Linked DNA regions of Mus musculus: region 2 is linked to region 1. Evidence: chromatin contacts called from public promoter capture Hi-C data. All regions are on one chromosome and are shown on one strand. Each heading gives the region's core, a stretch centred on a gene start, on an enhancer-like site or on the middle of the called end of the contact. The rest is flanking DNA. Distances are from core to core; before and after follow the strand shown.

The links. Promoter capture Hi-C pulls out the DNA fragments that hold promoters and counts their contacts.
Region 2: a contact with region 1 is called in a promoter capture Hi-C map of pre-B cells, with 4 times the contacts expected there. The contact joins the promoter of Ccnd1 here to the promoter of Dusp8 in region 1.

Annotation. Positions count from the first base shown.
Region 1 is chr7:142,093,694-142,096,954 of GRCm38.p6, forward strand. Dusp8 (dual specificity phosphatase 8) reads right to left here and starts at 1,591. Exons shown (of 7, transcript NM_008748.3): 1 at 1,230-1,591. It overlaps Gm32786 (a long non-coding RNA gene), which reads left to right and starts at 473. Exons shown (of 7, transcript XR_870057.3): 1 at 473-646; 2 at 1,984-2,385; 3 at 3,167-3,251.
Region 2 is chr7:144,938,116-144,941,376 of GRCm38.p6, forward strand. It overlaps Ccnd1 (cyclin D1), which reads right to left and starts at 1,716. Exons shown (of 5, transcript NM_007631.3): 1 at 1,381-1,716. The coding sequence starts at 1,578.

The sequences.
Region 1 (3,261 bases), core at 341-2,840:
TATACACATTGACTTGAAGCATCTTTTTGCGTCTGTGTTCAGTGCTAAGTCCCCAGAGGTATCCTCAAGTATCCCCAAGGGCACAGAGCAGGAGGGAACGAGAACCTGCCCAGCAACTCTCCTGAGGTCCCTAAGCTGACTGCAGCAAGTCAGACATAAAGATGAACCTACAGCTCCTGGTCACATGATCTGCTCATCTGTATCAGGTGCCTGCTAACCAAATAGTGAATGCACGGGGACTCTGATCTCCCAGGGCAGAGCCTGGCACTGTAAGCTACCCTCACCCACCCAGCTACCCTAGGGGCAAGTAAATGTGAGGCTGGGTCTACAGGTCACTGGATTTCCATTCTGAATTCATTCATACTGTGAAAGAAGCCGTGCCCCTGACCCGAAGCACCTCCACCCCCACCCCATACTGCACAACAGAGCATTGCAGATGCCACACTGGTCCCCCACCCCCATCACTGCACCATCAAGGCCCCCAATCTATCTGCTGCAGGCGCAGCACACCCTGTCAACAAGGAGTCAGAGGCCAATTTATTCCAAGAGGTCTGATCTAGTGGAAGCTGAGCCTGTTCTTGCTCCTCCACCTGCAAGGTTTGGCACAAGGGTACCAGCAGCATCTGACTGGCCGCTCCCTCCCAAGGTAGGCAGAGAGGCCAGGGAGACAGGCTGCAGGAGGCAGCCGTGCCGGCCCCTCCCCCAGCATCGCGCCTACAGCCTCTGCGTCGGGTAAGGATGTTCTTTATCCGCAGAGGCGAGTGGAGCACCATGAAGTGGGGGTGACGGGACAGCCATGCGAGTCGAAGAGTGGGGGGGGGTCCTATAGCTTCCTCTCCAGATAAGGAGCCTACCGCAGGCCGGAGCCGACCCTCTGGCGTCGGAGGTTTCGCATCCCCCTGCCCGCTGCAGCCGCGGACGACCTTCTCCAAATCTGGCTGCCAGCGGGGGCGCTTCGCAGGGACTCTCACCGATCTGTGCTGGATCTCAGCCCTCCCCCGCGAATCCCTAGGTCTCTTATATATATCCCTCCAGATAAGAAGGAATATGCCGAGAAAGACAGCGCACTGCAGGCGCGGATCTGCAGCGCGCGCCGCTCGCGGGGCAGAGCCATTTATTCTCGGTGCTCCAAAGAGCTTCTTCCTTCAGGGCACACAACCGCAAAAACCTCCGCACGTCCTGGGCCCACACCCGGCTTAGGACTCGACCGCTGTCAGCGCCTGGCTCACCTGGCTCTCGCTTGCCCTGGGGTTGCCCCCAACGCCGGTGCCGCGCTCAGGGCGCCCGCTCCGTTCCGCCACCCATGGGCCCGTCGGGGGCCCGCGTAGCCGGGGCAAGGGCCGGAGAGGCGCGCGGGGCGCGTCGCCGCCGCCGCCGCCGTCGTCGCCGCCACCGCGGGGAGCGCTCGCTCGGGACGGAGCGCGCGTACTGCGGTCGGGCACGCGCGCTCACGGCGCGCATCCCAGCCCGCGACTTGGCGGGCGCGGCCGGCAGCTCCGGCCCGGCTCAGCGTCCGGCGTCCGGCGTCCGGGTGGGGCGGGGGTCCGCGGAGCCGGCTCGGCCACCGCGGGAGCCGCGAGTGACAGGCCCGGGGCGGAGGGCGGGGCTGCCGGTGGGGATGAGGTCATGCCGAGCGAAAAAGCCCCTGACGTCACCTGCAGCCAATCAGAGTGAGCCGCTCGGGGGCAGGTGACGTCAGCGGAGCGGGCGCTGGGTGCGGAGCCCTGGCGGCGGCCGTGGGTCTCTCTGCCACCGCCCTCCGTCCCCCGCGCCCCAAGCTTCTCGGGCATCGGTTCTTAAAGGGGCCACGCACGCCGCAGCTCCCCACCTCCAGGAAGCCTTCCCAGCTCAGGGCTCCTGGTATCCCCAAGAACCCTCTGCCTCGCGGCACTCTAACCAGCGTCTACTGTCCTAGTATGCAAGGGTCTCCCTCTCTCGGCCCGCCTGGACTGAACCTGTCACGGATTTCTCTCCTTCCCTTAGCCTTTGTTCGCGAGAGGACGCCCTCCCAGAGTGCGCCTCCCCTGCCCCAGTGCGGCCCAGGGAAAAGGGTCATGGAGAGCTGCGGCCGCAAAGGGCCTTACCTGCAGCATCCGCGTTTGTCCTCTCCACGACCCCTGGAGGTGGAAGTCCAGCTCTACACTTTGCAGAAGAAGCTCCTAGGCGATGTGGTTTGCCTCAGGTCACTCATCCCGGGAAATCAGGGGGCGGGGCTCCAGACCCACCGGTGTGCTCCCCAGGGCGGCGCTGCCCCCCTACCTATGACATCCAGTTCTTGACAGCTTCCAATGAAAAGCCGCTTGGAAACGACCTCTACTCCCACCCGGACATCTCCCCTGCCCGCTGGGGACTGTCGGCTCCATCCCACTGTGTGAACACAACCACGTGAGCACTCAAAAAACATGGGTAATTACAACTAGGGCAGAAATACACAGGGGTCAGGCAGGTCTCAGAGGAAGGGGAGTCTTGTGCCAAAGTGGTCCACCTGCAAACATAAGCCACGTTTCCCTTAGTTTTCCCTCCTCCTCGGGAACAGGTTGGCAGAAAATTCTTTATTGTATGCCAGGCTGGTCTCAGCCTTCTGAGTGATGAGATTACTAGCACCCACCATGATGCCAGACCTTCTCAGATACTTCAAAAACGTGGCCCTGACTAGGTGGACAGTGAGGTGACCAGATAATATGAGTCTCGTGGGGGGTGGGAGGGGGGTGGAGTGTCCTGAACTTTCCCTGGAAGTCCAGCCTCTCACTCGATGAAGGGCAGAGTTTAGGAGATGGCTGGTTGAAGGAAGGGTCACAGAGAGTGAAGCAGGCACAAAGGAAGGAGCACTCCTTTGCTAGTATAGATTGTGTGAAGAATACTGCAGACCACACTAGGTGCTGGGCAAGGCTCTGCAGGGACCTTCTCCTTTACCCTACTGTATCCAGCTTGGCTTGGTTCATTATGAGTGTTTAGAACCGGCTTGCAGAAACCTCTCTATGTAGCCCAAGGGGAGTCTGGGAGTCTAGCCTGGGATTAATACAGGTTGGAGGGAAGAGGTGTCTCTGGCTCAGAAATAGCACAAAACAAACAAACAACTTGGGAGTGCTGCCAGGAAGGAAGCATGGGGAGCCCCAGGGATGTTTGGGGTTGGCTCTGGGTTCAGATCTTTGTCTCCTTGACTCAGGCTGAGCCCTAAATGCTGTTGATACCTCCTGCTGAAGGTAGCCCTCGAGGCTGAAGATGGCCAGCTCTACTGGATGCTTACTCAGGTCAGTGTTG
Region 2 (3,261 bases), core at 466-2,965, 2.8 Mb after region 1:
GACCCTGACCGTCAACGTGGGAGGGGGGCGTCGCTCGATACGACCCCATTCCCTTCTCCTAGATTGCACAGAGAGGGATTCCGGTGGCCAACTCCCTGGGATGCGCTCCTGCTCCGAGGGTTCCCAGTGCCCACCCACCCTGAAACTGAAAGGGAAAGTCTTTGGGCAGCTGGCGGGGCCGGTCGAAGCAATGGTGGCCACGGAGACCCCGGTCCCCTGTTGAAATTAGGAAGCCACAAGCCAGAGAACCCCACCGCGGGGCTGGCGGGGCGCCGGGGGCTGGGCGCCGCTCGAGCGCACGCGAGACACAATGGTGGCGTCCCAGGCCGCCGCGCTGCATTTCCCAGACGTCATCTTTTCAAAAAATATTTAAAAATATTTAAAAAATAACTAGGTGCCTAAAAACGACCTGAAAATAACCATCGGACGACCCTTGATCCAAGCCGAGGGTCAGGAGCTCAGTGGACATCGGGGGGTGAGCTCCAGCAACTCAAACTCCGGGGGCCCCCCTTTTGCAGGGTGCGGGCGCTGTTTGCCTCTACAAGGGCATTATGCCTCACTTTAAAAATTATTTTAAAATATTTTGGGACCCCTGAGTCTCCTGCTGAACATCTGAAAATGTGCTTTTGTCCCCCTCCGCCCCCAGTTTGACCTAGACAGGTTCCTCCAAATCCAGAACCGCACGCACAACAGTCAGTCTCATTGACTAGGGGGCCACGCGACCTTGCAGCCTGGCGTTTTCTCTGGGCCAGGCAGCGTGTGCGGGGTACCCAGGTCCGCTGTTTGAACAAAGAATCCCCCACCCCAAATATTCCTCACACTGTCTTATTTAGTGATTCCCGGCCGCCACGAGGCCCCTCGTGCCTGTCCCAGCGCCCCTACTGCCGCTCCCTGCCCTGCCCCCAATTATTAATAAACACTTTTTGCTTTGCAATAAAGGAGCAAAGATGGCGCATAATATTGGCACGAGCGGCCCTTGCATACGTGTCCATGGATATTAATTTAAAAATCAAATTTATGCCCCCTCCCCCCTTGAGCTGGCGAAACGCGCAGGGGCGGCCCCCGCCGAGGCGCTGCAGGAATGGGGCACAAGCGGGGGCCACAGAAGCTCAGCCTGCACCCTCTGTGGTGTCGCTGACACCGTCCTCCCTCGAAGGCACCCCTCCCCGACTGCCCTCCACCAGGAAAAGGAATTCCCATCTTCCCAACTCCCAAACCTTCCTCGTTCAAAAGGACCCAATCTATTTATTTTGTGAATACCGAGTCCTAGCAACGCACCCGGAAAACTCCGTGACGGAAGGGAAGAGAAGGGAGGAAGATGTTGGTGATAGCAACAAGTTGCCAGGGGGTCCCAAGCTAGCAGCCTGTAAAGTCTCTTACCTCCAGCATCCAGGTGGCCACGATTTTCCGCATGGATGGCACAATCTCCTTCTGCACGCACTTGAAGTAAGATACGGAGGGCGCACAGGTCTCCTCCGTCTTGAGCATGGCTCGCAGCACCCGGTCGTTGAGGAGATTGGTGTCAGGGTACGCGCGGCGGATGGTCTCCACTTCGCAGCACAGGAGCTGGTGTTCCATGGCGCGGCCGTCTGGGGAGGGCTGTGGTCTCGGTTGGGCTCCGGTGGCGGCTGCTGACGCGCGCTGCCTCGCGCTGTACTGCCGGTCTCCGGAGCGCGCGGAGTCTGTAGCTCTCTGCTACTGCGCCGACAGCCCTCTGGAGGCTGCAGGACTTTGCAACTTCAACAAAACTCCCCTGTAGTCCGTGTGACGTTACTGTTGTTAAGCAGAGATCAAAGCCGGGCAGAGAAAAGGGGGAGGGGGAGGGCCGAGGCGGGTGCAGGGGGAGGGGGCTCGGGAGCAGTGAGGGGGGGGGGCGGCGGGGGGGGGGCAAGCCCAAACCCTTCCCCCTCAGCCTTCGTAGATATGCAAATCGCTCGGACTGCTTCTCTCCAAACTGGGAAAGAGCGGGGCAAGGGGGAGGGGGGCTTCTTTCCCTAAGAGGGTCCTCCGAGACCTGTGGAGGTGGGGTAGTGGCGGCTCTGGACAGGAGGACAGCTAGGAGGGAGGCCAGGCCACACGCAAGCCAAGGAAGAATGTATGGAAGGGGAGCCTGGGGGTGCAAGGACACCCTGTTCTTAAACCGGGAGAATGGGTGCGTTTCCGAGTACGCCACGAGGCACCCACAGGCGGACCCATTGCTTAGAAATCCCAGCGTCCCTGTCTTCTTTCAATTTCATCAACACGTGTAAAATTCAGGAACTGTGTAACACCCGAAGATGCCAGACGAGCCCTAAGCTCTCGTGCAGGCTCCATCCTGGCGCACTGGGGTGGTTGCAAAGGGCCAGAGGGGTATCTGAACTTTAAAGGATCCCCAGCCTAGCATGCGCTCGCTCAAAAATAAAATAAAACCCCGAAAATTCCAGCAACAGCTCAAGATGGTGGCCATTATTTCATCTATTCCTCCTCGCTGGGGGGGTGGGGTGGGATCTGAGATTTGTCTTCATACAGTGACCGGTTTATCCTGGCCAGGGTCCCCCAGTATCCCCCTCCTCCACTGCAGGCGGTTTGCCCAAGAAAAATAAACCGTTGAAGAAAAGGTTGAGACACGATAGGCTCCTTCCTAATTTATTTTTTAATTAAGAAAAGTAAATCGCTGCAAGTTATTAGTCGCCCTTCCAGGAACCAGACCACCGGAAGCTTCTTGATTGGCTTCGTTGAGGGTGGTGGTGTTTCTCCACCTTTAGAATTGCAGTCTTGAGTTGGGGGAGGGGGGGGGCGGCTGGTGAGAATCAAGATAAACTTGTGAGCCGATAAGGTGATATTTAAAGAGAATCTATAGATGGTCGTGGTTAACTGAATGGACTCCTAAGTTTATAATTTATAGATTCAAATAAAATATTTTTAGAATAAAGCGGTTCCACCACCTTCGTCCATTATTTAGTTCCCTAGTTTTGGAAACGTTTTCACAATACCCGACTTCAAGCTAGGCGAACTATTCACACACATTTCCCACGGAATACTTTCGTGTCCCAGAAGAAACTGGTAAAGGAGCGCACAGCGTCCAGGCGGCACACAAGACGCAAACCCCTCACCTTCCGAGCTCATGCCTTCCGCTCCCCCTCCCCCGACATTGGGGTCCCTAAAGTCCGGACCCTTCGGGACAGTGATTCCACTGTAGCTCCGAAGGTGGTGGGTGGCCCGGGCAGAGTGCCCACGCTTGCTCTGGCCACAGGCCCCGCCAAGCCTGGGAGCCTTAGCCTA